Linked DNA regions of Mus musculus: regions 1, 2, 3, 4, 5 and 7 are each linked to region 6. A link is a contact called in public Hi-C, HiChIP or PLAC-seq and promoter capture Hi-C data. All regions are on one chromosome and are shown on one strand. The core of a region is the stretch at or near the end of the contact, and the rest is flanking DNA. Distances in the headings are between cores, read along the strand shown.

Region 1 (3,896 bases), core at 1,187-3,686, 540 kb before region 6:
TATTCAAACTCAATAGGTAACAAAATATAGACATGAAAATGGAAGGGCACACCGCATGTGGGGAAGAACAGTTTCAGCAGAAGAGAAAGGCAACAGGAAAAGGTAATAGGGAAAGGAAATGACCAAAGTTCATTATAATGTATATGAAGCCATTGAAGAATATAAAAGGAATCCAAGTATCCATTAAATAAGACTCTTGAAAAATGTTCAGTGACATTGGAAGTTATCCTGATGAAACTGAAAGTTTAATGAAAATTATATGTATACAATTTCAATTTTCTAAAAATAAAAATCTATATGCAGAAGAAGTATGTCTAAAGAAAATGAACTAGATTTATAATTTGTCTTTAAGGATTAAGATTAATATAGAGGGGCAGTTAATCATGGGAGGCTGATAAAGTACTGAGTAAATGTTTACTGTTGTCATGAACACATCATGCCAAGGACCATAATTCCTCAACACAGGAACAGCAAAGCCTTTCCCTAGCTCACGAGAGATGTGCAAAATATACTGATGACAACTTATTCCTCCTGAAGTTTTATAGTCAAAGACTGTTCCCCTTCAGAGACCATGTCTCTATGTTCAACTGTATACTATAAACTATAAACTCACCTCCTTGATTCAGATGTATAAAATAAATGTGGTGAGTTTCTGGGTTGGTGATAGTGTATCCCCAGCAGAGTGCACAATTCCCCCAATCCAGATTTCGTGTATGTGTTTTTGTCATATCTTCATTCCCACTTCCCTCAGTTAGGTCAAACTCTAAGCTATACAGGTTACAGCATCTTATCGTCTACTCTCTAAACAAAATATTATATTTTCCTAATATAGTTACACACATACTTGTACATATGTATGTATGTTTGTGTGTATATGTATGTATGTGTATATATATAAATATATATATATATATGCATGTGTCTTTGTGTGGTGTGTGTGTGAGAGAGAGAGAGAGCTAGAGAGAGAGAGAGAGAGAGAGAGAGAGAGAGGAGGGGGTGAATTCAGGGAGGGAACTAAAAGGATCCATTAAAAGATCAAGAGAACAATGACAAAGGTGGGAGTGGCATCAGACAGACCTGATAAACAATATCATGGTACTGAAAAAAGCCTTTGCTGTTAAATGGTTTTTATGTTGACTCTAAGTACACCTCCTGATAGTTGGATATGGTGATCTCTCATCCCACTGTTAGAGGTTGAACAGTGCATGCAATACCTGCATTCTCTTTTTGTCAAACTGAAGACTGAATTACTTTTTTTATCCAGTGTGGTACTATATTGTAACTATGCAAGGTATCTGAATTTATATTTGAAATAGAATAAAGTTATCAATATTTGCCTGTTGCTTCTCTCTCTAAGGTTCTAAAAAGACTTAGAAAGGGTTAGGCCAACATATTCAAATTATACAGCTTCCCTCAAGTGTGCTCTTCATTCAAATATCAGTGTAAGTAGTGAAACTTGAGTCTGTTGACAGACTGTCATTTGTACGTTCATTCTTGAGAATAGTAATACACACATATACCTACACACACAACACACACACACGAGAAAAAGACAGAGATAGATAGATAGATAGATAGATAGATAGATAGATAGATAGATAGATAGAATAGTACTTGAGAATGCAATATTTTAACATAAGCAATCATAGATATTTCATTATCTTGGACACATCACTGTCTTTCTATATCAGCAGATGTGATAAAGTGAGAGAAAAATTAATAAGAAAATGGTATGAACAGAAAAGAAATGTGTTCAGTACTGAACTGAACATTCTAAGATTAATAGGTCACATATGACTATAGACAAAGAACTCAACACCACTGGACTCCAGTTGCCACTTCTTCTCTATGATGCTCTTGTGTCTGTAAGCATCATATTGTTGGTAAGATGAATGGCACTTACCCCTAATCACATTTGTTCTCTTAGCTTTCCCAAGGGAAAATAAGCTTTCATTATTTACAATTTCTGTTGGGAGTTCCAGAAATTTTATTTCAGTTACACTGAAAAGAAAGTAGATAGTCATCTACATAAGGCAGGAAAGAGTGGATGGTGGGAGCTGTAACATGCCATGGGAGAACATTACTGGAATTGAGTATATTCCAATACTTGGTAGTAACTGGGACTTCTGGACTTTCAACCTAACACCTAGGGTCATATTAAGTGATTAAAAACTTGGCTTATGTGGCATATGGCTGACTCTCTGAGAAGCATTTATTGCTGATATTTTTGTTTGTCTCACATAAACCACCACACTCAAGACCCTAATAGCTGAGGCCAATTGAGAGAGCTTTTCTCAAGTCTCATTGTGGACCCAAAGGACAAGCCAAAATTGTTCTTTAAAAAAATTAGTTGGATAAACTCTTAACCTTTAGCAGTGGGGTGTTGGTTTTCCTGGCCAGGCTGCTGAACTCTGGTAACATTAGACTCTGGTCCCCAGGGAAGCACTGCGCATAGCATGCCTAAAATGTGGCTTGGAGCTACAGTAACCCAAGTGGAGCCTTCTGTTTTCAGCAAAGACCAGAAAATCTCTGATGGTCTCCTGCATTCTTTCGCTCAGTCCTAGTCCCTCCTCCCCACTAAAGACCATGAAGTAGTGCATGTAAATGTCCTGGTCTGCTTGCCAACATTCCAAATGCTTCAGAGGAAATGTGGTCACTATGGGTGCCTAATGTTGCTTGGAAAGGTCATGGGCAAATGTGGGCTATAAATATACTGATGTTACAGCTGGTCTGTTACCCCTTCCCAAAATACCCAGTACTCAGCCAGCTGTATTAAAACCTACATAGAGTTAGAGTTCTTGGATTTACAATTCAAGCCAGATGCTTGGGGTATAAGAAGATATGGTGAAGGGAGATGGGGGTCATATGTAGAGAAAACAGAGAACAGTTAATAACAGAACCACCTTGTATTCTCAGAAATGCCTGTTTCAGAAGCTAAAACATGCTCACCCTAAATATAAAGGGCCTATCTATCTACCAGAGCATGGATGAACAATGTCACATTGAGAACTTGGTTCATATAATTTCTCTACAATGTTCTCTTCTCTGAGCTATCATCCCCTGTCACGAAAAGCAGAAGGATTTAGCCCTTTCCCTGAAAATACTCGAGACACATCCTCATCTTTTCCTGCTGCTAGCACAAAAGGCAAAAGGCTCTCTTAGACTGCTACACTAACACTTGACATCCATTAGTTTACTCAGAAGGAAATATCCAAATATTAACATAAGCTAACAATTCCTCTTCTGCACTTGAACTTGATCCTTATCTGGGATCACTGCTTGGTAATAGATGATAACTTGAGAATTTTGTGGCGAGCAAGGAAGCATCCAGATCTTGGTACTAGCATACAACTGGCAATATATAAGTGGCATCTTGCGTGTATGCATTGGGTACACATGTTTATTTTCCTAGCCTGTTTGACTCTAACAGTTTTGGATATAGTGGTTGCCAGAAATGAATAACTCATAAATCGTTAAGAAAAGGATCCAGGGCTGGCAAGATGGCTCATTGGGTAAGAGAACTTTCTGCCAAACTTATGACCTGAGTTTAATCCCAGGGACTCAAATGATGGGAGGAGAGAACTAATATATGTAGGTTGTCCTCTGGTGACCACATACACACAATAAACAAACAAATGATGTAAAACAAACATATGAAATATCTTTTTATTTTATTTTTTTAATTAGGTATTTTCTTATTTTACATTTCAAATGCTATCCCAAAAGTCCCCCATACCGCCCCCCAACTCCCCTACCCACCCACTCCCACTTCTTGGCCCTGATGTTCCCCTGTACTGAGGCATATAAAGTTTGCAAGACCAAGGGCCCTCTCTTCCCAATGATGGCTGACTTGGCCATCTCATATGAAATATCTTTAAGAAAATTCTGGAGTAAAT
Region 2 (3,601 bases), core at 587-3,086, 580 kb before region 6:
AGCGCCACAAGAATGTGCTACTGTATTCTAGGACTTTTTTTTTTCCTGAAACAACAGAAACAAAATGTCCTTTTCCAAGACACAGAGAACACTGGCAAAGAGTCCCAATCTAGTTACATAGTAAGATGGATAAGTCTGGTGTCTGTAACTCATCAGACTTCAGAACTTCCAAGCCGAGGAAAGAACCCTCCAGTCTTCCTTTCTGGTTTCCTGTTCTCTTCATCCTTTTCTTCCTTACCCCTTCCACCTTCACGGTATTGTTGAACTATAACATGACACAAATGTCCAAGCAACGTGGTTGACTTTCTCTGTCCCTTCATAACTTCGATCCAAAGCTGGAAGGCACTGATACAGCTGAGAATTACTTCACAGTTTCCTTTTGTGCAAACATTAGATCTGAGAAGTGACTTTTCAGCTTGCTTCCTGTTTTTGGCTCACATATATGCTACTACTGTCTCAAAGTAGAATTACCTACTCTCATTCTTTGTTTGTAGAACTTCACTTCCAGGAATATAATAGCCGGCTCTTCACAAACGTGAAGGAAATCTTCAGTAGGTGTAAATGTAGCCTTTGCATCTTGAAATAACATTTTTATGCTCAGTTACTTGCCTCACATAGACCCCAAACATCCGTATTAGGATGAGGTCTTTCTGGGCTCTTGAAAAGGAAACTCAAAACTTTGATTTCTTAAAGCCACTACCTATAATATAGGTATAATGTATATGTTTACATGTGCACACAGTTGTACAATTATTATGTCATTAGATGGGATAATATAATTGTCACTGAAATCATCACACAAATATCTGATCATATTTGTTACTAAAGGAAAATTTACATCAAGATATTTTTATTGTTTTTCATAGTTACCTTTTTTGCTATTGATATTTTAATAGCATTTACTTTATGGAAGACTTCTTCTATCTTCCTCCATCTCGAGAAAAAAAATTCAACCTTCTGGGGAGTCTCAATAACATTCTTATTTATATCACAGGCTAATATCATTTCAAAACAAAGTTTACTTCGGTAAATAAAATAAACATAGGACTCTTTAAGACCAGATTCTAAACTCTTCAAAAAGTCACATACAGCATGAATGTTAAAACATGTGTGTGTGTTTTGGGTGTGAGTGTGTGTGTGTATGGTTGTGTGTGTGTGTGAATGTATATGTGTGTGAGTGAATGATTATGTGTGTGTGTGTGTGTGTGTGTGCTTATTGCTCTTGCAGAGGACCAGGTTCATTTGCAGCACCCTAATGTTGGCTCAGGCCCACCTGTGACTTCAGTTCTGGCTGATCTAAGACCCTCTTCTGGCTTTTGCTGGCTTTTTGCATGCGTGTAGTACGCTTGAACTTAGATACGTACACACATACACTCTCTTTCTCACACATAAAAATAATTATAGCTGGGCATGGTGGCGCATGCCTTTAATCCCAGCACTCGGGAGGCAGAGGCAGGCAGATTTCTGAGTTCGAGGCCGGCCTGGTCTACAAAGTGAGTTCCAGGACAGCCAGGGCTATACAGAGAAAACGTATCTCAAAAAACTAAACAAAATAAAAAATTATAAATACTTTTAAAAATAGGTATGTTTAAATGACTACCTTTGAGTAAATGAAGTCCAACCATTTTTGCATTTATTTCTAAACTAAATGTAGTTAAACTGAAAATCTTCACAAATAACACTTCAGAGTTCTTCTAAGTCTTAGATAAACTCAGTCTGAGCGTGGCCTTGAAACAAGAACTTAGAAATCCCCTTCTTTACAAAGACAGAAGTGGTTCTGGTAGGTTCTTCTTTTATTTGATTATTTGTCTCAGCACACAGAACTTTTGATTGCAACACATAATGAACTAGGCTGCACTGGTCTCTTCAGAAAGAGAAAAACAAGGAATAGGGAACTCGGAACATGTCAGAAGAGGAAATTTTTCGCTGCTACTTCAGTGAGGAAGCTCCAGACAAAGATATAAACATGTCCTCGGAGTCCCAGTTCTGCTAGGAAAGATCAGCTTTGCGTTGAAGTTGTTGCTGCAGGTGATTTTTGTGAAGTTTCTGGTTGACACTTTGGTTCATAAGTCTTGTTTTGAAGATGAATCACATATTTGGCCATCACAGAGCAGCTAACAGGAAGGAGTAACAAACATCTCTGCTCAATCCATGCACAGTGGAACCCCTGGTGAAAGAACTCAGTGGGCAGAACAAAGAGACTAAAGTCTGTACCCACAGCCCTTGAAAGACTGAATGATAATACCCCTCTTCTAAAAGACTGTCACCACATTTGTTCAACAGCAGATCTGAAAAAGGCAGATTAAACACATCAATAGAAATTGTACAAATTTAACAGAGAATTCATGAATGGCATAAAAAATGAATGAATCCCCAGAGATGTAAGAGATAATTCCAGTGTGATGCACATGATGTGAGGCCCAACACAGAAATAGGAGAGACTAAATACCTGATCCAAAGTTCTGAATTTTAGTGAAAAAAACATTAAGTTGTAGATAAATAATTCCCAATGATCACCAAATAATATAAATACAAACAAAATACCCTAAGGACACATTGCTAAAACTCTCTCTCTCTCTCTCTCTCTCTCTCTCTCTCTCTCTCTCTCTCTGTGTGTGTGTGTGTGTGTTCACATGTGTGAAGAGAGAGAGAGAGAAGGAGAGAGAGAGAGGAACAATTCAATAAATGAAGGGTCCTTTCTCTTTGGAAACAAGGAAAATGAAATGTGGTGAGTAAGTTGCTTGTGACAGAAGTGTGAAGACCTGAGTTTGAACCCTCAGGAACCCTTGTAGAGCTAAGTCTAGCAGCATGTGTCTATGATCCCAATGCTGTGGTCCTCCCTTCTCCCCAGGATCTCTTGACCACCAGCACCAAAGGACAAAAGGATCGGAGTTGAAGGACCGGATTCGGATTGCCCCTGAGTAGGACTGAATGACAGCCTTCCAGAATCAGCATCAGAGAGGCTGTTCAACTTTATTCAGGGTGATTCAAGGGCTATATAGTTTTTGGTGATGGGATAGGGATTTCTAAGGCATGTACCTATCATGGTCTAGAGTTTAGGGTACCAAAGAATGCCTTATTTGCATGGAAAGGCATTCCAGAAATTCAAGGTGCTTGCTGGACAGGTTCTTATCTGGAGAAAGGAAGTTGTAATTTCAGCAAGGCTACCTGCCATTCTACAGGTAGAGGATGTAGGGGGTTAAGGCTCCCAAGAAAAGATCAGATTAGAGGAAGTCCTGCTGATAAAGGGAGTCCTCCATTTTGCTCTGAGCTCAGAGGAGCAGGGTTTCCTCAGTAGTGCTCTCAAAGCAAGGGAGAAAAAGACAGGAGAATCTCCAAAGGTTCATGGACCAGATAGCTTGGTGGATTCAGCCCTAGCCATCAATATATTATGTTTCAAACTGGGAGGTGGGACAAACATGTAGGCTGACTTCTGACTTCCACATGCTACTGTCATGTGCATGTGCCTATACTCACACGTACAGATACTCACATGCACACACACACACACACACACACACACACACACACACTCAAATCAAATACAGTAATATGTGAATCTAGTATCAGGCAAGTAGGTTCTATTCAAAGGCTGTAATAT
Region 3 (3,726 bases), core at 84-2,583, 520 kb after region 6:
AACAAAAATAATTTTTATGATTGGAGGTCACCACAGCATGAGGAACTGAATCAGGTCACAGCATTAGGAAGTTTGAGAACCACTGATTTGGAGTGTATACAGCGTGTACGATGGCTTCACAGCCTGCCCGAGATACCTTGTAAGTGTGGATTACGGTTATTCAACTCAGAAGCAAGCACCTTTACTGGCTGAACCATTTTTGTTTGTGTGTCTGTCTGTTAGTTTTGTTTTTTCCAGACAGGGTTTTTATGGGTCTCCCTGGCTGTCCCAGAACTACCTCTGAAGGACATCTTACCTTGAAACTCTGGCATCTGCCTGCCCCTGCCTCCCAGTGTTGGTATAAAGGTGTGCGCCACCGTGCTGGGTTGAATGAGCCATCTTTTAGGCAAAGCCTGACCGTGTGTGCTTTTTCGAACAAACGCCTTCAGCGTCTCATGTTTTCCAGCACATCTTGTTTGCAGGGATCATCCATACAGGTAGTCGGAGAGGTCTCTGAGTCAGGGATTCAAAGTCATTCCTGGCTGGCCCCTTGGGTTTATTGCCTACAAATCTGCTCACTTGTCTTGCTCTTGAGAGTGTTGGGTGGTGAGAAAGTGTGATTGGGTGAGAAGACTGGTCACCATCTGCCCTCTGCTGGCCCGTGGTAGTATTAAGCGCACTGCCCACTCGCTAAAGTGTCTGATAGATGACTGAGCAGGTTTGCAATAGCACTGAGCGTATGAAGGTGGTCCGTTCTTAAAGGCGTTCAAGCTCGGTTGAAGCTGGGTGGTGTAACGGTGGTAGATCTCTTTGCGTGTACCACCGAGTTTTGATGTCAGTATGCAAAAACAAACAAGACTGACATTAACTGAGCAAATAAGACATTCCAACTGTGAGCATATAGGTAGTTAGACCTCGGCTAGAAAGGGGGTGTGGAGGATCAAGAAACGCTGTTCCCGGGATGGGAAATACAAGCGCCAAGCCCTCGACAAAGATATTCGTGTTCTCCGTCAAATCTTACAAGTAGCTTTCCTCTGGTATCCGTGGGAGATTCGCTCAAGGTCACAGAGGCAGGTAGTAAGGAACAGGACGTAGGTAGACGCGGTTCTAAAGTCCGTACGTCTTTCGTGCTCCTGTCGTGACAGCTGGTGTGGCCACGGGTGTGGCTGGGAACGAGTCAGAGCCCCGAAGTCTGTTGCTCCCCATAGGAAAAAGGGCGCCCTGGAGTGGGACCACGGGACGGGGGCGGGGTCTTCTCGAAGTGAAGGGTGGAGCCTGGACTGACCGGGAACAGTGAGAGCCGCACCTGGTTGGTGGAAGGAGTGGAGACCGGATCTCACCGGGTCTCAGAGAAAGCGGAAGTGCCGGGACCTGGACCCTTACCTGTGGAACCTCTGCGTACAGGTAGAGGCGGCGTTTCTGGGTCTCAGTGGTCCTCGGGAGGGAAGTTTCAACGTAGAAACCTAGCCCATAGGAAAACAAAATATGTTTTTCTTCCACTCTGTTCTATCTCATTTTCACGTCAAGGGACAGAGACCACAGGGAGCTAGGGAAAGAGTAGGGGAAGGCTGGCTTCACTTCCTGCCCCTTCCCCTGCGAGCTCCCTGGATAGCCAGGACTAGGAAGCTAGAGAGGAATGCCAGAACCTTTTAGAGAGGCTTCCCAAGACTGGCGGCGTGTCCTTGGTAATAAGAGTCCTCAGTTGCAAAGAGTGTCCCTGGCCCTTGTCTGGCCTGTCTTGCCTGTCAATGAGGGGAACTGAAGCGGCAGTTTCCCAATGCTGGGGAATTGTAACTTAGCGGTAGACCGCTTCCCTGGTATAAGGGCCCCTCCTTATACCCCTACTCTCTTTGGTGGCAGTTGGAAAGTCATCCCCACTCCATAACTCCCCCATCTCAATATCTGGGGTCCCAAGAGTCCAGAGGACCTTGGTTTGGCTTCCCTGTGGTAGAGACAAGCTAGCCCTAGAACTTTGAGGATATATCTAGCCTGGCTTGAACAAGGTACTCCACAAAGCCTGGAGTTCACCTTTCTATTTTGTAAATAGTGAGGTTCCCACTGGTCATGGTGTTGGGTGGCAGCCTACTGTGTCTAAACTGTTAACTGCAAGTAGAGACTGGCCTACTGCACAGCCCACAGCCTGAGTGAGTGTGGAAAAGTCACGATGCTGGTGTCTCTGCTAGATGTCACACACAGGCATAACACCTACTGTACAACAGGGCTGTATCCAAATTATCTCAGCGGGTACTCATCCCTGCCTGATACTATCTCCACTTAAAGAAGCTGGAACGAAGGCTCAGATAAATAGGGACTGGAGAGATGGCTCAGAGTTAAGAGCACTGGTTGCTCTTCTAGAGAACCCGGGTTCAATTCCCAGCAACCACATGGCAGCTCACATCTGTAATTCCAGTTCTGGGGTCTGACACCCTCACATAGACATAGATGCAGGCAAAGCACCAATGCACAGAAAAAAAATTAAAACAAAAATACTTAAAAAGAAAACCTCAGATAAATGAAGCATTTTGCCCTGGGAAGGGGCAAAGTATAGATTAGAACTCAGCCACTGTGGTGTTCTTACCCACAGTGCTTTGCTGCCATCAATAATCTGAGTCTCTAGTACTTAGCCTAAACAGTAGGACAGTCATGGAAGAAAAAAGTCAAAAAGGTTTCCTTAGGGGTGTTTGTGGGGTAGGGGTAGGATTTTACTTAGAGGTACCCGAAGCCCAAGAGAGTGGGAGTCTAGGTGAGATGAGTCTGACTTAAGGCCTATATTACAAGGGAAACTGAGAACCCGTGAATGAACCCGAATAATTCTGGTGACATCATCCCATGTAGCCACCTCTGCCATCCAGCTCCTTTTGCTTGGGTTAGTGACACTCCACTGGGGATGGTTTTTCTCCCAAGGAGACATTTGATTTTGTTTGCAGTGCTGTGGATTGAGCCTAGGGCCTTGCATAGGAAAGACAGGTCCTTTCCCATTGGGCTACACTCCTAGCACTCCTAGGAGGCATTTAACATCTAGAGACAATTTGGCTGACACAGCCTTGGATGGGAGCTGGGAGCCTACTGGTATCAAATGGTCTTACAACACACACACACACACACACACACACACACACACACACACACACACACACATTGCTCTGGTTCCAAACAGCAGTTGAGATGTCATGCTAGAGCAAACCAAGCCTGCCACCACCCTTTTTTCACAGTTCTTTCACTCCCAGCAGGTCTGAGGCTGCTTTGGTTCCATCCCTACCCTGGGCCGCCCATGCTTACTCCTTTGTTCCTGGAAACCCCTGGGTCTTCTCTGCTTTTCCTAGACTCACTGATCTAGAGGTTTGCTCAACAGATAGGTGTCTGTCCTATCAGTCTGTCTCAGTCTGTAGTCATTGAGCTTGATGTTAGAGCAGAATGAAGCTTCCTGCCAAGGAGCCAATAGGTGTCTTTCAGACAAAATTATTATTGGATTTGAGTGACAATACAGAACCATAGAGTTTAATGCCACCCCATTTTGACTTAGCCTCCTGCTGGCTAGGCCAAGACTTTTATTATCAGATGCCTAGATCATGAATGGCCACAGGGCACTGTGGGTAAGGGTACCAGACTGCCTGGGTGCTAATGTCCACTCTGACAGTAACTGAGATGTAACTCTGGGCAAGTCACTTCACCTGTCTGAGTCTTCTTGAAGTGCACCATTTATTGACACAGACAGAGGAAGAACCAACCAGATAGCAGCATTCCCTC
Region 4 (3,959 bases), core at 1,363-3,862, 510 kb before region 6:
ACAACTTACCATGAAGATGTCACCCTTTTAGGCAGCAGATGTGGTCAAGCAGAAGGCTGCCTGTACACTTGCAGGATCCAAGGACTAAGAAGCATTTGACTTTGAACAGCCATCAACTCTCAACACTGGTGTCCTTAGCTCTGGGGGCTGAATTTCTTGATTGTCTCTGGTTTCTCAGGATTTTATTTATCAGTAGGGTCGTGATAACAGGCCTACCTTCCCCAGCAGGGTCTTATTCTCATTCACTTGCATCACTAAGAATAAATAGTTCTTGGGAGTCAGTCATTCAGAGATTGCCAGGAGAAGGTCAGCCACAAAAGCATGGGGTTTGACCCAGCTCCCTTCTCTGTGGGTGTGCCACATCAGTTTGAAAAGACATGGTCTCACCACAGGCTCTTTCCCAAATGCACCCAAGAACACGATGAGGGCAGCATTCAGCTCAACTTTACATGTTTCAATGGCTCCCGACCTACCAGGTTGCCATATGTTCAGAATACTTCTATTGCCAGATGTATGTCAAAGTTTTCCTTCTTAAAATGTAATTTTCCCCAGAATTTATTGGCACCCCACAATGCTGGTTCTTGGCTGCAGAAGAGGCTTTTCTGCCATTTGGGCCCAAAATAGAAACCACACACAACCTTGACAATAATCAAGACCAAGGAGAGAGAACACGTAGCTATTTATAAGGCCCCTCAAGGTGAGATCTTCCTTTGTGTTTCTGAACTGAGATCTAGATCCAGAGTTGGTGAGAGCAATGCTTTCCATGTGTAATTTCCTTAAAAGTTGGTAAAAATTGAAAATCTGTGAAATTATGATCATATAGATAAAGACTATCACACAGAGTATCAAAGTCCCTGAGATCATCACAAATTTGGAGTTGTATTCGAAAGTCATGTGGTATGCTTGCTGTCACTGCTTTTATTCTTTGCTGCTAACACAGGTGGGACACTCAGCCTTTCCTGACTGGTTATATGTTACACAAGGGAGGCAAGAGTCCATAGGAATCCAGATGCTGTGTAGAACAGAGAAGAACACTCAAGAATTGGATTCAACAGAAGGATAATGATTCCATAATATGGCTTTGGCAACCTGAAAGCACTTTGGGGGATTGGAATCACATTCATATTCTAAAATTATAAACACCTTCATTTGGAGAGTTGGGACACTCAATCAACATCTGTGCTTCCTTTTCACATCCCGGAAGGTAGGGTGACAGCTTTGGTAAGCCTGACATGTCAGTCAGCCCCACTCTAGGAATCTGCCGTATGCTTCCATCTACTGCCTTTTAAGGACAGTCCCTTTTTCCTTTAACTTCTAACATGCCACACCTCTCTCCTCCAAGGCTGTTGTTCTGTTATCTGCCACATTTGTTATTTGTTTCAGTGCTGCTGGATAGAAAAAAAAAAAAAAGACACTCTTGTCTGTTCAAATCTGCCAATGGAAAACTCAACACTTTGAGACAATGGATGGTAAAGGCAAGTTGGCTGAAGAAAGCTCTAGCACACAGCCATGATTTGGCCTTAAGATAATGTCAGTTTGTGCGCACGCTGTCTCTCCTGAGAATTGCTCTGGAGATGAATTTAGGGGACTCTAGGGCAGATCTGGCTACCAGCTGGTGTTAGGATGGAGTTTTCCCTCCAGAGTAATCAATTACAGTTTCCCAGGATGAGCTCATGGAGCTGTGCCAGCACAGTGGGTTGAAGAAGCTGGAAGTTGGAACTCTTCCCCAGATGCAGGGCTCATCCCATGTGCATGTGGAGATGGCAAGGCACGCATACAGAAGAAACACCAGCCTTATTTTACAAAAATTATGAAAACGATAACAATGAGAGTATGCATAAATGTTTGTTTGTTGGGTAATGTGGAAAGATTAGGAACCAATTGCGCATGTGGATCCCAGAGATAATCCATTGTAACTGGCAATTAATAAGCAGCTGCTTTAATGGAAAAAGGCTTGTGTACCAAACATGATGCCATTAAAGAAGTGTCCAGAGGTTGCCACCCAGACTTTTGCTTCTATAGATCTAAAACCACAGTCTAAAGCAATACAGAACATTAACTATAATAGTAAATTAAGCAGACATGAGAATAATGCTTCTTTTTTTTCTTTTCTATGTATTTCTTGAACATTTAACATGGGTCAGGTAAATTGTTTCACAGAATTTCTTTCATTTTTGTACATATAATTTTCTTCTTTTTTTAAAAAAACAAAACTACAAAATGGATAATATGATCCCCCACAGCAATCCTGGAACCAAGATAAGTTACATACTTAATTTGGATGCAAATTGTAAGTAATGGCAATAATCTCTCAAATGAAGACAAAAAAATAAAGCATAATATGAGCACAGTGCACTGAAAAAAATTATGAAAAGTTTCAATTAAGACAGAATCACTATAACTGAGGGGTTTTTTTATTTCCCCTTGGGCTCCTGTCTGGCTCAGTGTTGTCTAGTTCCAGTTGGTGTAAAGGCTTTCCAAAACTTGGACGTCAGTCCATGGTGTATTTGACCCCAGAGATCTTATTTTTGTGGTTAGGGTCAGAGATTGCCCCTTGCTGATGTGTGTGGCAGGCAGGAGTTGTCAGGAGAAGGATCTCTTGCCCAGATCTGTAAGTAGGTTAAGGCAGAGCAGATGTGTGCAGCCCAGAGAATAATGGCCGGGGCCAAGTCTCAGATGGTGGACAGGAAGATCCAACTGGCCTCAGGGAGCTGGTTGTGAAACCCTGAGATTGGAAGGCCACTGCAGAGAGAGAGAGAGAGAGAGAGAGAGAGAGAGAGAGAGAGAGAGAGAGAGAGAGAGAGAGAGAGAGAGAGAGAGAGAGAGAGAGAACAGCAGCTGAGTAGTGAGGTTGGAGTCAGGATTGGCTGCATCCCTGCCTTTCCTAAGAGTTCTTATGAACTCTATGTATAATGATGTTCAAATGAGCAAGCTGCTCCATGACAGGAACCAAGAGTGGAAAGAGAGACATCCTGGACCATAGATCTTTGGCTCCCAAGCACTCCAGATTGGCAACTAGCATAACCAGGACTTGGAACTCACCACGACACCACACTTTCCTAACCCCAGAGAAAGGATGGTTACCTCGCTCACTTACATAATTCTGCCCACAGTCCTGTCCCCACAAGTATCTGGCAGGGTGCATTGATAGCTCCCCGGGGATAGGATGGGCCTTGGCTTCTAGACATAGAAAGATTTCCTTCTCTTGAATTCTCAATGGCCTTATAAGAATGAATACTTCATGAATTAAACCTTTTACATCCCTTTTTGCATTAAGTCTCAGGCATTGGATTAAGTGCTTGTCAGCAGGAAGGCAATGACAGGGCACAAGAGCTTGGGGTGGGGGATGAAGGTAGGAGATAGGTTTTTGGTGGGGAATATATGGACTTTCACTTACAACTGAGGAAATGCAAAAGCTGTTGGGATGCCATACCAGAAAGCATCCCAATGAGTCCATCCCAAATATCCCAACTTTACTGCTTGTTGCAGTAGCAGACAGATAATATAAGAGGTGTTTCCCTAGATACCTAGGTTATGTAGAAAACATTGTTTCAGCATCTGAATCCAAAAGACAAGCCTGGAGGTGTGAAGCTTGAATTGTCTGCTACTCACACTAGTCCTCCACTGACCTTTACAGAACAGATGACCTCAGTGGGAAATACTCTGCTTTCCTTGGTATCACCAGAGTCACAGGTCCCCACCAGCACACCAAGTTCTGGTGGCCTTTCTTGTACCAGCTCCACTTCCCACACATAAAGGTTTAGGCATGGAGCCAGCTGACTTGCCTGACTATTGGCACCTTGAAATGGAAGTAAATCCCCTTCTTTCTGATTTATTATTTCCTGTTCTTCAAAGTAAAGGGGAGGCAGCAATGCTTGACATATTTAAGCAGTTAGTCACTCTACAAATCCATCTCTTGTCTCACCCCCAATTCAGGGGAATAATATTTTTTCCTTGAG
Region 5 (3,961 bases), core at 1,430-3,929, 610 kb before region 6:
CTCCTGGCTATTACAGGCACTGAACGTACATACAGGCAAACATACAAAATAAGTAAAGTTGGGGAAAATATAATGATCCTTTGGTGTAACTTAGTTGTAAGTTGACAGTATATTTTTTTGTTTTGCTTTCAGAGTCTGAATCCATTCAATTAGTCATGCTATTTCTTAGTTGCACATAAACAACATAATATCTCTTCTAATTTGTTATTCTGTGCTTGAAAAGATGAACAATAAATACTTGAATTTAAAATGTAATTGTCTCCACAGAAGAAAAAAAAACAAAAACAGGGAGAGAAACAGAGGAAAATAACACATTTGTCAAGAAGAAAACATGGTATGTCTTCTAGATTTGGAGAATGTCTTATGTTAAGGTGAAAATTTAAAAGCTAGGATGAGGTGTGGTGAGTCATGAGGCAGTTCTAATGCTCCTACATTGATAAGATGGTTTAGATCATCTTAGACACCTTGGGACACAGTTTAATAACAGATGACTCTTCCTAGGCCATATGTCCCAGAAATTACAGAGCTAGGTATACTCAGAAAAAGAAAATTAAATGTCCTCTAAATACATGTACATTTTAGATATGCATGTATTATGCATACACACACACATATTTGTACATAGTCTCTAAAACTTGAAATGAACCAGATCCCTGTTATCTATGGAATATAAGTATACAAATTTTTATTTAGTAGTAAGAATGAATAAGCCACCACCAAGTCAAACCATGCAGACGAATCTCTTAGACATAATGCTGTGTTAAGTAAGAACTATGTATTACAGGATGTCACTAATAGCTGAACAAAAACTGCCACCCAGGGGATAGCTCTCTGGGTCAATTGTGTGGTGCTCAGGCATAAAGGTCTGAGTTCAGATCTCCAGCACACACATTAAAAACTCTGGGCATGGTTGTGTGTGAGTGCTACCCCAGCTCTGGGAGGACAGAGGCATACATGTTCTGAGAGCTCTCTAACAGAAACAGTGAGCCAGAGCTTCAGTGAGATGCCCCGACTCAAACATGAAGAGAAGTGGTAGAAGGGGGGGGGGGGGCTATCTCAGTGTCAACCCTTTGACTTCATACTGGCATGCAGACCGGTTCACTCGCGTGCACATAGGAATCTGAAATGTCCCTCGAAGGCTCATGCTGCTTTGAACACAGTGTGCAGCTCTGCTGCTATCCCTTGAGAGGCCCTGAAGTCCTTAGGGGCTACGTCTTGGTTTATGCAAGTAAGTCACTAGGGCAAACTATTGAAGAGTCCTGTCATGGTTCCTAGACTCCCTTGCTCACCATGGTGTGATTCATTACCCTTTACCTCATAATCCTGCCACTGTGAAGAGAGCAACTGCACCAAATGTTCCCTTCCAGGGAAGACTAGCACCCTTTCAGACCATGAGACAAAAGAAGCATTTTCTCTCTTGCGTTGTCGGTGTTGGGTATTTTTGTCCCCTCAGTGTAAGAATGTCTGACCTAGGTAGGGTATTGACGGGGCACATGCACAATAGGCTGGCGAGAACTCTTCAGGTCTTCAATGGGGTGATGACTAAGAGACATGACTGCCTTCAAATTCCTCCACTTGAAATTGCATCTTTTATTCTGTGTGTTTTACCTATCTCTATTTAGAAATAAGTTGGGAAATAAAAAGTATTATTTTGGCGAGTCGATATGGAGAACAGGCAGTTTTAGTGAAACTGGGGATGTGGTGAATGTAAGATTCCCTAAGAGAGAGAACCCCAATGCTAGGAGACTAGAGGCAATTTTGTTTATGCTAGCCAAAGGGACAGAGCCCTTCTCTGAGGATCAGTGTCAATTGTCAGGATAACAGAATTTAGAATCACCTGGAGATGGGTCTCTGAGCATGCCTATGGGAAATTATCTTGATGCCAGCTAGCACTGAAGCAGGTGTCACTGTGGGTGACACCATCTGTGACTGGGCTCCAGGACTAGAAAGGGAACCCAGCAACAAGCTATGATCACAGCTCTCTCTATTCTGGATGTGATGTCACCAGCTACAAGAGGCTCCCCTTACCTTGACTCCTTCACTGTGATGGGCTGTGCAGGGTGAACTGAACTAAATCAATGCTTTCTCTCTTAAATTGCTACAACAGCAAAAGGAAAGAAACCAAGACACCTTCCCTAGTAATTCTGGGCGATCTACATATCCCGGTATCTCCAACAAGAGCCGAGCTCACTCTGACCTCCCAGATCTGGCCAGTTCGGTTTGGTTTGTACCCAGGCCTGGAAAGCTTTCAGGACAGAAGATCCACTTAAACCAAATGCCGGGAAGCAACGCCCGCTATTAACTGTGTGCTGCTTTCTGGGGAGGGGCTGTGCTCCTGAACTGCTGCTGTTCTTTCCCACTGGGGTCCTCTGACACAGTCTGGGGCCAAGCCACCGTGGTTTGTGTTTGCAATCTGGGTTTTACTGGAGCTCAGGGTTGTCTGGACAAGACGTAAGAGCATCCCGAGCCAGAGGCCTCCGATCCGCAGGCCAGAAGAGTCACCCCGCAGATGGTTTTATGAGCTTTACACCAAAGCACTGACATACTTGTGGCCATCTCTCTGACCTTTCTTGTCCATATGACTGTATTATTGGCTGGATCCTTCCTTCCTTAGATGGCTGCTGCCTTCGGGTAAATTAGCAATTAAAACAAACAAGCACATTCATGGGCCCAGTGTTTACTCATCCTGAAACCCTCATGGCTGCAAGCCTACTGGCTCCTCCCCCACAACAGCTTAGTAGCCCAGACTACAAAGGGCTTTCTGTTCAAAAGGGATAACATCTCTTTCCCAGAGGACTTACTTCTAGCATGGAGTTGCTGAAAAGTGAGGGCGGTTGTGTTCGCACGAAGCACGTAGTTTCTCATACACAGATCAATCCGTTTCAGTTCCTTTAGCCACCATTTGCTGATAATTTGCCAATCTAGTAACATTCAGAGTCTCAATTCATAAGGAAACAAGACAGTGCTGGTAAGGTCCATTGCGAGCAGAATTCCAATAAAGAGGAGAAAGTGCTGTAAAAAGTACTCGCCTCCTCTCGGAACGGTCTCCTTTTCCAAAGCATGGTTTGTTTGGGTTTGGAGACGGTTCAGCTGGTAAACTGTGTGCTGCACAGCAGTGAGCACCTGAGTTCCATTGCCCAGAACCTGTGTCAAAAGCCAGACATGGTTGTCTGTGCCTGTAACCCCAGTGCTGAGCAGGCAGAGACTAGAATAGCCCTGGAGCTCCGTGGCCAGCCAGTCTAGCAAAGCATCCATCTCTAGGACCAGTGAGAACCCCTGTCTCAAACACCGCATTAAAGAGCAATAAAAAACAAACAAACAAACAAAACAAAGCTGATAGAAACCTATGATCTCCTGCTACGTGTGTACTTATACCTACATGCAGAAACACGTATACATTTACATACACACAGAAGTGAGCCATTTATGTAACTGATCTTTCAGCCTCCAAATCATATCATTCTTTGCTTCTTCAATGCCATTGCCAAATCCGTAAAAGCATCTTCTCTAGAACCATTACTTTGCATGCCTTGGGACTGACTTTTAAGCCCCGTTCCTATCACACCCTGCTTAAGCAGAGGAAGTCAGCATCAAATCCTCCTGGCCTATTTCTAACCAGCCTCCCCTCCTCTCTAGTCCCCTAACCACATCCTCATCTTCACCATCCCATGAGGGACTTTGATGAACATCATGACATCTCCTTCTTCAATGCTGATTATTACACATCTCTGTATCCTCAGATGTCCTACACGCGACTGTCAGGATGTTACATTTTTAATCCACAGAGGAATTTTTCAATAACATTTCAACTTCTTTCCAGCGCTGCCTGACCACTTTTTATTTTTATTTTTCTCTCAGAAAGGTCTCTGTGCTGCTGAGTTTGTTTATCAACTTAACACATCTGAGATGTGTCATCTGAGAAGAAGCAGTTGAGAAAAATGCCTCTCACAGACTGGCCTGT
Region 6 (4,133 bases), core at 1,324-3,823:
CAAAGCCTGTCTTGTTTTCTTCGTGTGTGTGTGTGTGTGTGTGTGTGTGTGTGTGTGTGTGTGTGTGTGTGTGTGTGTGTGTAGAGGAGCAGTCGTGGGTGTGTGTATGTCAATTTGGCCCCAAGACCCAACAATAATAAAGGACACACTCCTGCACGATGTGGATCTCGGCATCTGTCTCTCCCTTAGCTTTCCCTCAACAAAACTTAAAACTGAAGTGGGAAGGACGAGGGGGGCGAAGAGATAATCCCAAGGATTCCCCGGACAAAGTTGGGCTTGGTGGGTTTTTTCTTTCTTTTATTTTTACTTACAAACAAAAATGGCATAATAATAAACCCAAACAAAGACTCAGCTTGCTGCTACCTTCTCAAGATGGTTTGGCCGGGGCGGGTAATCTACAAGCCGGCCGGCGACTGAAACTCTGCTCGCTCGCTCGCAGCCGCAGGAGTTTGGGAACTGCATCCCTTCTCACCCAAAGAAACAAGGGGGTTATGATTCATGATCAACAACATGCTAAAGTTAAACAAGAAAATGGTACAAAATAGAAATTATTACCATACATGTCCAGCATGCAGGATTAATATTTTTAATGCAGATTTTCGTATTTTTCTATATAATCGAGCAGGCATTAAAACTGATGAGATTTTTTTTTTCCTTCGCGCGCCGAAAGTCCTAACTGAGGCCCGCGTCTCCGGCTGAGAGCCAGTGTTCTCCGTACTCTGGACAGACAGATCTGTCTGTTTTTCCTTCCTTAGCTCAGCCTTGCCTCGTGCCCACGGGGACTCCAGAGTCCCTCTCCTCTCCTCTGCTCTTCCTGGGACGAACTGAGTCCTGGGCTGCAAAGCGGCGGCCCTGGCACTCACAAAGTTCTCAGAGCCAGAAGTGTCCAGACGGCCTTGGCGACTCCTTGGAATAAGCCTCGCGGCCTTCCAGCTTGGAGAAAAGTTACTCCCGGACCTCGCACCCGCCCGGGTTTCTCTAACTCTGCCCAAGTCTAAGAGGCTGCGCCGCCCTGAGCTGCCCTCTTCTTAGCCAAGGTTCTCTGCCCGCCCGTGCTCCCGCCTGACTCCCGCGACCCGCGCGTCCTTCCTCCCTCTAGCTCAAGTCAAACAGGTCAAGGCCGGGGCCATGGCAGGGACAGGGAGTCCAGGGCTAGGGGCGCAGAATAGGGAGTCTGGGCCAGGGCAAGGGCGGGGGCCGGACCCGCCAGGACTCACAGAAAGAACTCAGGAGAGGAGGGGCTGTCGCTGGTGGAGCCCGCCTCCCTGAAGCCGGAGTTGGCGAGTTTCTCGCACTTGACCTTGTAGGCGTCTCTCTCGCGGGCCAGCCGGGACACCTCCTGCTTAAGCTGCTCCACCTGCTGAATGAGCTGCGTCTTCTCGTTCTCCAGGTGATGTTTCTGCTGGACGCGTTTATACCTGCACGACTGGGCGTAGCCCCGGTTCTTCAGGGTCCGCCGCTTCTGCTTCAGGCGGATCACCTCGTCCTTGGTGAAGCCCCGCAGGTGGCGGTTCAGCTCACGCACCGACATGGACACCAGCTGGTCATCAGAGAAGCGGTCCTCCACACTACCGTTGCCGCCCGCAGCCGTCGCCGCGGCTGTTGCGTGCGGTCCCGGCCCCGGGTGGCTAGTGGGTAGCTGTTGCGCGGGACTGGCAGCGCTGGACGGCGGGGGCGACGCTTGGTGATGATGGTGATGGTGCGGGTGAGCGTGCTGGCCCAGGTCATCGTGAGTCACACCTGCTCCTGGGTACCCGTGGTGCGGATGAGGGTGGTGGTGGTGGTGATGGTGGTGCGCACTACGGAAGCCGTCGAAGCTCTGCAGCGGCTGGGGCACTGGGTGCGAACCGATGAGCGCCTCCACCGCGTCCTCGGGCGTCAGGTTGAGTGCCTCGGGGTTCATCTGCTGGTAGTTGCTCGCCATCCAGTACAGGTCCTCGAGATGGGTCTTCGGTTCAGTCGGACTGAAGCTGGGAGAAGAAGGCACGGAGCTGCACGGAGTGCTGAGCGGGGTGGACGACACCGAGCCAGCAGGCTGCAGGCGTGTGCATGGCCGGCCCGGACGCTCCGCGCGCCCCAGGGGCTCCTTCTTCACGTCGAACTTGAGAAGGTCGAAGTCGTTGACGTACTCCATGGCCAGCGGGCTGGTGGGCAGCTCTTGCCCCATGCTCAGCTCCGCGGCCATCGCTAAAAGCGAGGCTCAGCCGCCGCTGCCGCGGGGAAAACTTTGCGGCCGGCCGGGACGCGCCGAGCCAAACGCGGGGGCGAAGAGCGGCAAGCCGGGGAGGCGGGGAGCCGAGGGCGCAGCGGGCCGGGGCCGCCGGCCAAGCCTTTGTCTGGGGACGCGGCGGCGCGCCGGAGAGTCCTCCCGAGGCTGCCTGAGCTGCCCCGGAGCTTGGGGCTGCGAGCGCGCCGGGAACGAGTCAGGTCGAGCCGGGGCAGGGTAGAGAAGCCGGCGAGGTGCGCGCAGGGGCAGAGGGGAGGCGCGGGGCAAGCGCCCGCCGCTCGCTCTCCGACTCTTTGGCTCTAGGGCTTTCTTGCTTGCAGCCGCTCGCAGCCCGGCGGTGCAGCTGTGCAGGAGCTGGCGCCGCCGCCGCCTTTTATCGCTTCCTGATGTCACTGGAGCGCGGGGGCCCAAGCGGCCCGGCGTGTTGGCCAATGGCTGCACGGCCCCCGCGGCCCAGCGACGCTGGGCGGGGCGTGCCTGACAGCTCCCCCGCCCCCCCGCGTCAGCTGACTGGAGACCGGAGGAGCCCCGAAGCCGTTGAGGCCTGGAGGAGGGCTGGAGCCGAGTGGGACGGACCGCCTGGTCCCAACCCCCAACACCCTCTGAGTCGAGGTTCCCGCACGCTTGCCTTCAGTGCGCGCCCCACTTCTGGACCAAGCCGCCGTTCCCACCCCGCTGTCTGCACTCACGCCTCCCTACATACTCTTTACACTCCCACCCTCGGCCCGTGTCACCCCCAAGTAGGCTCAGAATAAGCGCCCGGGATGTCGCTTCCCTGGCCCTTTGTTCCCAAGCGGCCCCCGCCCAGTGGGCGACGCTCCGTGTGTCCTCGGCGCCGCGGGCCGAGTGAATGTGTGTGGTGCGTGCCTGTGTTTCGGTAGCTCTGTCTGCGCTAATGTATGCGGTGGGGGAGGGCGGGGTTGGGGCTCCAAGAGTTCTGTTCAGATCTAACTCTTAACCTCTAGGAAGGTTCCTCGGGCCAAGAGACGCTGTTCCTCTCTTAGCCGGTTCAGTGATTGAGCTCAGAAGACAGAGCTCCAGTGGTCTCGCAGCTCCGTGCATTCGCCACCCCCCCACACACACCCCCAAACGCTCCCAAAGAAGATAAACAAACAAACAGAGTTGGCCCAAAGGCTCTGAATACCTTTCACTTGCCAGTCGTGTGGAAACCTTACAACTCCGAGGCTCAGAGCCGAGACCAACACCGGTCTGTGCACTCAGTGGCTCTGGGATGCTGGGGAACCCGGCCCTGTTTTTGTCTGAACGTTTTGTAAGGATTAAGCTGATCCAAGCTTCTGACGGCTGCAAGGAGATTCAAACAGGCATAAAGTGCGACCCCAAGTGGCCACGGTGCGCAACGGCGCCCTGAACCGGTTTGTTCTTTGCGGGAGGGAAGGCTTGGATGGCGTCTCGGACCCGTGCAGGTCCAGCTAACTGATCCGGCCAAGCCAGGCCTGAACGCAGGCTGTGTGCGGCCTGAAAGCCAGGGCAGACTCCTCTGGAACTATGCACAGGCCCTCCGACCCCATCTTTGGACTCAACCACTAACCCTCTCTGCTCACCTTTTCTGAAATTCCATATGCAAGCCTTCCAGGTGTGCTTGTGGGCTACTCCTCTCAGGAAAGGTCCTGAGCTGGGAAGATCAGTATTCTAAACTGAAAACGCCAGGTGACGAAGGTTCAGGGCTACCGGATGAGAAACTTCTCCGGAACGCAGACGGGAGGAGGAAGGCAGAACACTGGGCTTTCAGACAGGGCTGTTGGGCGCCGACAGAGACTCCCTGCCCTGGGCCAGAAGGGCAGGAAATGTGGGACTTTCCTCAGACCCCGACCCCGACCCCAAAAGTGAATAGATGTCGAATTCGCTGGATCCGGAGATCCGACCCGGCTCCCACGTCGCTTTTTGC
Region 7 (4,119 bases), core at 1,450-3,949, 550 kb after region 6:
AAGGCCTGGGACCTGGGCCCAGCTGCCCCAAGGGAATCTGAGGCTCTGGCTCCTGGTGGGGTGGGGTGGCTCCATGGTCTGTGAGGTGTTCAGGGCAGCTTTCCCCAGTAAGACCAGGGCAGCAGCGCCACGCCAGGTCTGTCACGGTCTTGTAGCCAATCTTGTATCTGGGTCTGAACACTGTGCGGTACCTGGATCAGAGAGAACAAGGGAGCAGGTCTTACAGCGGCTCTGAGCCCTGGGAGTGAAGGACGTATGGAGAAGCCCTACCATACTGCTTGCTTGAAGAGAAAGCTATCGGGGATTTAACCCCAATCTTCCCAAGACCACTAGGTCCCCGTCTGCCAAGAGACATTCCATTCTGGCTCCGAGGGAGCCTCTCAGAATCCTGACAAAGTTTTGAGCCTCTGATATTAGAAGGAGTACCTCATCAGGGCTGGGCCGACAGCCCCTTTTACTGCCCCGGGGTACTCTTAGCTCCCACCAGCTTCTTTCCCTCTTAGCACCCATCTCTAGCTTAGTCAGGGGACTGGACTCTTCTCAGAGGCTGGTGTGAGGTCATCTCTGATCGTGGGTGGGAAGGGAAGGCCAAGGGTACAGGCAGAGCTCACCAGGAACCCCTTCTCTACCTGATCAGCCACATACCTGTTCACTCACTGTCACAATGAGGCATAGGTCTGTTCTCAGACATACACATTTAAGCTCTCCAAACACAGACTTAGTTATATGCCATGTCCTGGGCGGCCTGTCTGAACTGTACCAGGGCCTCTGGCTTCCACCTTCTTCTGGTCGGGACCCCTGAAGTATCAACTTCTCCTCTCTTTCCCTATACTTTCTGCCTCTGTCATATCTTCTGGCCCAGACTCCCTCTTGTATCCCTGAGGCTTCTGGGCTCCAAACTGAGCCTGTCCTTGCCTCTATGGGGGAGGATCTGCTGCAAGCTCAAAATTTTGGGGTCTCTTGAGGCCTCTTTCAGGGATCCTGGTCCTCTCTAGCAAGCACTGTGGCCCAGATAGGTTCTCTGAAGCCCAGGGTACTGCAGCCCTTTGCAGAAGTGGTTCTGTTCCCAGCTGAGGCAATACCCTGGGAAATACTCACTCACCTGACTGTTGAAGGGCAGTTGGGTCCCCACCCACAGTTCCGGTACTCAGCCTTTATATAGCTCTCTGCTCCTTCTTGTAGGACGCAGGTCACATTTCTGTGTACCACATAGGCACAGAGAGACCTGCAGGGGAAGGAACACCTCTGGAATGTTTGGCCCGAGCTCACCTCTTGCTCTCAGAGTTCCCCGTATCTTTTTTTATTTATTTTATTTTATTTTTTTATTTTTGTTTCATGGAACCTTGGACCTCTGCCTGGGGTCCATATCTTCTGAACGGGGTCTGTGTCCTTGATGGGTGTCTACTGTCTACTGAGCCACGTGCTCAATTGAACCAGAAGATTGGGTGTCTACCCAACACCACTCTGAAAAGGCCGCCTCAGCTTCTCCCTCAACCACTTGGCCTTCTTTCTATTCACCCCCACCCCCACCCGGGCTCCTTCACTGGTTCTAAACTCCTTATCCTGGCCTTCAAGGTTTCTAGAGCACAACTTAGTGGCTTCTTTTTAATCAGGCTTTCCTCCTTCCTCCTGTGAAAAAGCTCTCTAGCCTCGGCTTTGCCATTTCCTTGCTCCCGAGAGCAGTACTCGTGTCTTCTCTTATAGGACATCTGCCCTGATGCTCCTGGATTCACGGAATGTGGTTGTGGGCTGGGTACTTGCCTTCAAGGTTTTATATTCGATTGGAATTCAAATTCCTGTATAAACCACTGTGGAAGTCTGTCCATTCTACAGTACAAGCCCAGGACCCACAAGTCCTCACCAGCTGTGCATCTCACCCACCTTGGGGCTCCCGCAGGGCTATTGGGGCCAGACCATAGGAGGGGAGGAGCAACTACCTAAAATAAGCATGGCTCTGTCTACAACCACGCAAGGCAGAAGAGAGACAGAAGGCATTGGACTGGGGAGCCCCGTGTGTTCCAGGCGCGGACAGCCCTTCCTCCTCTCCCTCCACCTGGTCCGCTGCGCCTGGAGTTTGCTCACAGCGCAGCTGGAAAATGTTACTTCGCTGGAAAGGTTTCCACGGGCACTGCCAGGATCCCAGTCTCCGCGCCAGGCCCCCTCGGCTGACTTGTTCTTCGCCAACCCCGCAGCCTCCTGGATGGCGGGGCGCCTACCCGCGCAAAGAATCGTGTCGGGGGAACCGCCCCATCGGTGGCTGGGGTACCCATATCTCGACGCCTCCGCGCCGGTCCGGGCAGGTGGGAGTGGCGGCGCGCCACGCGGGGGCCTCCCTCGGGTTCCCGCCGTGGCCCGGCCCCGCGCTTACTTGTGTGGCCCCGGGCGCAGCCGCGGACGCCATCCGGTGGTGTAGAGGCTGTAACGGGAGGCACTGGGCTGTGCGGGCCGCGCGAGGAGAGGGGTGCCCTTGGCCTGCGCCCCCGAGAGCAGCGCCGCGACGGTGCACAGCCACACGGACAGACGGCGGCCCATCGCGCTCGGTCGTCACTCTGTCCCTCGGGGTGCCTCCCGCGGGGGATCCTCCGCTCGCCCTCCGGGCTCCCGCGGCCACTCGCGACCGACCCCCGGAGCGCGCTGGTTCGGCCGCCTGGAGCTGTGCGGCCGCTGCGTCCCGCCGAGTGGCCGGGGCTACTCGCGGCTGGGGCCGCGCAGGGGAGGCGGGAGGCGGGCTCTGCACGGATTAGCATAAACTTGGGGCCGCGCCGCGAGCTCCGCCAGCCCCCTCCCCGTCGCCAGCCCCCGGCCCCAGCTCCAAGCTGACGCCCGAAGGGCCGCGTGCAAACACGAGGTTAAGAAACGAGCAGGCGGGACGCAGGGCGCTAAATTCCAGGAGGCTCCCCAAACACGCGCAGCCCCTGTGTACTTTTAGGGTACCGGACAAAAAGCTGCAAAGCCTGCAGGCAGGCCTGGCCTCCCTGCTGGGACCTCTTAAGACTCGCTGTCTAGCAGGACACTTCAGTCTTGAACGTCTAGTGAGTATGGGTACCATAGTCCCGACCCTGGACCCGAGATGAACTTGTATAGAGGCACACCAGGAACCCTTTCCCCAGCCAGAGTGTCCCCTGTCTATGGGTGACCCAGGAGATCTGATAACTGCAGATTTCACTTCACACCAACTTTTGCAGACCGGGGAAGGTGGCCAGGCTGCCTGTCTGAGTTCAATGATAGGCCAGCGTTGTCTGTTTCCGTTAGGTAAGCTGTACCACGTGCCCATTACCTCTCTAACCCCTCCAAGAATAACACCCCCACCTCACCCTCGCGCACGTGTGTTTCCCATAAAAGCTTTTAATTAGGTGGGCCACAGTCTGGTGTCTGGCTCATTATTAGCTTCTAGTCAAAGAATATTGCGAGGGCATCCTCGTAAGAAACTACCTTAAGCCAGGCTTCCTGCTTTTTTTCATTCCTGAACATGACTATGTAACCTAAGAGTTCATCTATACAGTCATGCTTATTGGACATCACCTTGTTAAATGCCTACCCTGCAAGAGGCTTTCTGAATTCTGATTCTGTCATCCAAGAGGACCACTTCATTCTGGCTTTGTCTCATCCCCACAGGACCATAGATGGCCCTCCAGTATCTGCACCAAGGAAATACTGGGCCTACTTGGAGGTCCCTGTCCCTCACTGTGTGTGTGTGTGGTGGGGTTTACATTCCTATGTGTTTGCATACACGTGGAGCCAGAGTCCAACCTCAGGTAATGCTTCTGAGGGACTATCACCTTGTTTCTTTGAGACTAGGTTGCTCACTGTTATGAGTCTGTCAAGTAGGTTAGGCTGGCTGGCCAGCGAACTGGCCCAATAAGCCCAGTGGATCCCAATTCTACCACACCAGTACTGGGGTTACAAGTGCTTGCAGTCATGCCTGGCATTTTCTTCCTTCCTTCCTTCCTTCCTTCCTTCCTTCCTTCCTTCCTTCCTTCCTCTCTCTCTCTCTCTCTCTCTCTCTCTCTCTCTCTCTCTCTCTCTCTCTCCTCTCTCTCTCTTCTTTCTTTCTTTCCTTCTTCCTTTCCATTTCTCTTTAAAATCAAATTCAGGTCTTCATGCTTGCAAGGCAAGCAC

Evidence for each region. Promoter capture Hi-C pulls out the DNA fragments that hold promoters and counts their contacts. A called contact is a pair of places that touch in the nucleus more often than the background predicts. HiChIP or PLAC-seq counts read pairs in DNA pulled down with a chosen protein or histone mark.
Region 1: a contact with region 6 is called in a Hi-C map of myocytes, with 3 times the contacts expected there. The contact joins the enhancer-like site here to the promoter of Mafb in region 6. A contact is called at or near these places in 5 of 39 promoter capture datasets (the HPC-7 cell line, HPC-7-derived erythroid cells, maxillary cranial neural crest and 2 more), 4 of 484 Hi-C or Micro-C datasets (embryonic fibroblasts, myocytes, psoas muscle and 1 more), 8 of 115 datasets of contacts at active chromatin or transcription factors (astrocytes, bone marrow-derived macrophages, embryonic forebrain and 4 more) and 2 of 9 other capture datasets (adipose tissue and embryonic stem cells).
Region 2: an H3K27ac HiChIP or PLAC-seq map of microglia shows a contact between it and region 6, with 9 times the contacts expected there. The contact joins the enhancer-like site here to the promoter of Mafb in region 6. A contact is called at or near these places in 4 of 39 promoter capture datasets (the 3T3-L1 cell line, embryonic stem cells and liver), 9 of 115 datasets of contacts at active chromatin or transcription factors (bone marrow-derived macrophages, craniofacial prominence, embryonic forebrain and 6 more) and 1 of 9 other capture datasets (embryonic stem cells).
Region 3: a contact with region 6 is called in a Hi-C map of LSK cells, with 5 times the contacts expected there. The contact joins the promoter of Lpin3 here to the promoter of Mafb in region 6. A contact is called at or near these places in 11 of 39 promoter capture datasets (the 3T3-L1 cell line, the C10 cell line, cranial neural crest and 4 more), 14 of 484 Hi-C or Micro-C datasets (CD4 T cells, LSK cells, Th1 cells and 7 more), 6 of 115 datasets of contacts at active chromatin or transcription factors (embryonic stem cells and stem cell-derived neural progenitor cells) and 4 of 9 other capture datasets (adipose tissue, liver, macrophages and 1 more).
Region 4: a contact with region 6 is called in a Hi-C map of muscle stem cells, with 2.6 times the contacts expected there. The contact joins the enhancer-like site here to the promoter of Mafb in region 6. A contact is called at or near these places in 6 of 39 promoter capture datasets (the 3T3-L1 cell line, the HPC-7 cell line, embryonic stem cells and 2 more), 3 of 484 Hi-C or Micro-C datasets (muscle stem cells, myocytes and uterus), 5 of 115 datasets of contacts at active chromatin or transcription factors (embryonic fibroblasts, embryonic forebrain, embryonic midbrain and 2 more) and 2 of 9 other capture datasets (adipose tissue and embryonic stem cells).
Region 5: a contact with region 6 is called in a Hi-C map of muscle stem cells, with 1.7 times the contacts expected there. The contact joins the enhancer-like site here to the promoter of Mafb in region 6. A contact is called at or near these places in 3 of 39 promoter capture datasets (frontonasal cranial neural crest, hippocampal neurons and liver), 4 of 484 Hi-C or Micro-C datasets (muscle stem cells and uterus) and 12 of 115 datasets of contacts at active chromatin or transcription factors (astrocytes, bone marrow-derived macrophages, craniofacial prominence and 6 more).
Region 7: a contact with region 6 is called in a promoter capture Hi-C map of embryonic stem cells. The contact joins the promoter of Emilin3 here to the promoter of Mafb in region 6. A contact is called at or near these places in 6 of 39 promoter capture datasets (the 3T3-L1 cell line, the C10 cell line, embryonic stem cells and 1 more), 4 of 484 Hi-C or Micro-C datasets (all in embryonic stem cells), 4 of 115 datasets of contacts at active chromatin or transcription factors (all in embryonic stem cells) and 1 of 9 other capture datasets (embryonic stem cells).

Annotation. Positions count from the first base shown.
Region 1 is chr2:159,824,070-159,827,965 of GRCm38.p6, forward strand. No RefSeq gene overlaps it. Among named protein-coding and RNA genes, the nearest start is that of 4933416E03Rik, 120 kb to the right of the region's middle. Within about 2 kb of position 2,437, at least 4 of the 459 cell types and tissues checked have an H3K27ac peak or open chromatin away from gene starts, as enhancers often do. A contact at or near this core is called in myocytes, where this site is marked.
Region 2 is chr2:159,783,040-159,786,640 of GRCm38.p6, forward strand. No RefSeq gene overlaps it. Among named protein-coding and RNA genes, the nearest start is that of 4933416E03Rik, 160 kb to the right of the region's middle. Within about 2 kb of position 1,837, at least 4 of the 459 cell types and tissues checked have an H3K27ac peak or open chromatin away from gene starts, as enhancers often do. A contact at or near this core is called in microglia, where this site is marked.
Region 3 is chr2:160,886,835-160,890,560 of GRCm38.p6, forward strand. Lpin3 (lipin 3) reads left to right here and starts at 1,334. Exons shown (of 20, transcript NM_001199118.1): 1 at 1,334-1,383.
Region 4 is chr2:159,851,504-159,855,462 of GRCm38.p6, forward strand. No RefSeq gene overlaps it. Among named protein-coding and RNA genes, the nearest start is that of 4933416E03Rik, 94 kb to the right of the region's middle. Within about 2 kb of position 2,613, at least 10 of the 459 cell types and tissues checked have an H3K27ac peak or open chromatin away from gene starts, as enhancers often do. A contact at or near this core is called in muscle stem cells, where this site is marked.
Region 5 is chr2:159,753,217-159,757,177 of GRCm38.p6, forward strand. No RefSeq gene overlaps it. Among named protein-coding and RNA genes, the nearest start is that of 4933416E03Rik, 190 kb to the right of the region's middle. Within about 2 kb of position 2,680, at least 62 of the 459 cell types and tissues checked have an H3K27ac peak or open chromatin away from gene starts, as enhancers often do. A contact at or near this core is called in craniofacial prominence, muscle stem cells and neural progenitor cells, where this site is marked.
Region 6 is chr2:160,364,492-160,368,624 of GRCm38.p6, forward strand. Mafb (v-maf musculoaponeurotic fibrosarcoma oncogene family, protein B (avian)) reads right to left here and starts at 2,574. Exons shown (of 1, transcript NM_010658.3): 1 at 1-2,574. The coding sequence starts at 2,185. The coding sequence ends at 1,214.
Region 7 is chr2:160,909,640-160,913,758 of GRCm38.p6, forward strand. It overlaps Emilin3 (elastin microfibril interfacer 3), which reads right to left and starts at 2,700. Exons shown (of 4, transcript NM_182840.2): 1 at 2,369-2,700; 2 at 1,103-1,225; 3 at 1-191. The coding sequence starts at 2,532. It overlaps Gm35181 (a long non-coding RNA gene), which reads left to right and starts at 2,693. Exons shown (of 6, transcript XR_375190.4): 1 at 2,693-3,032.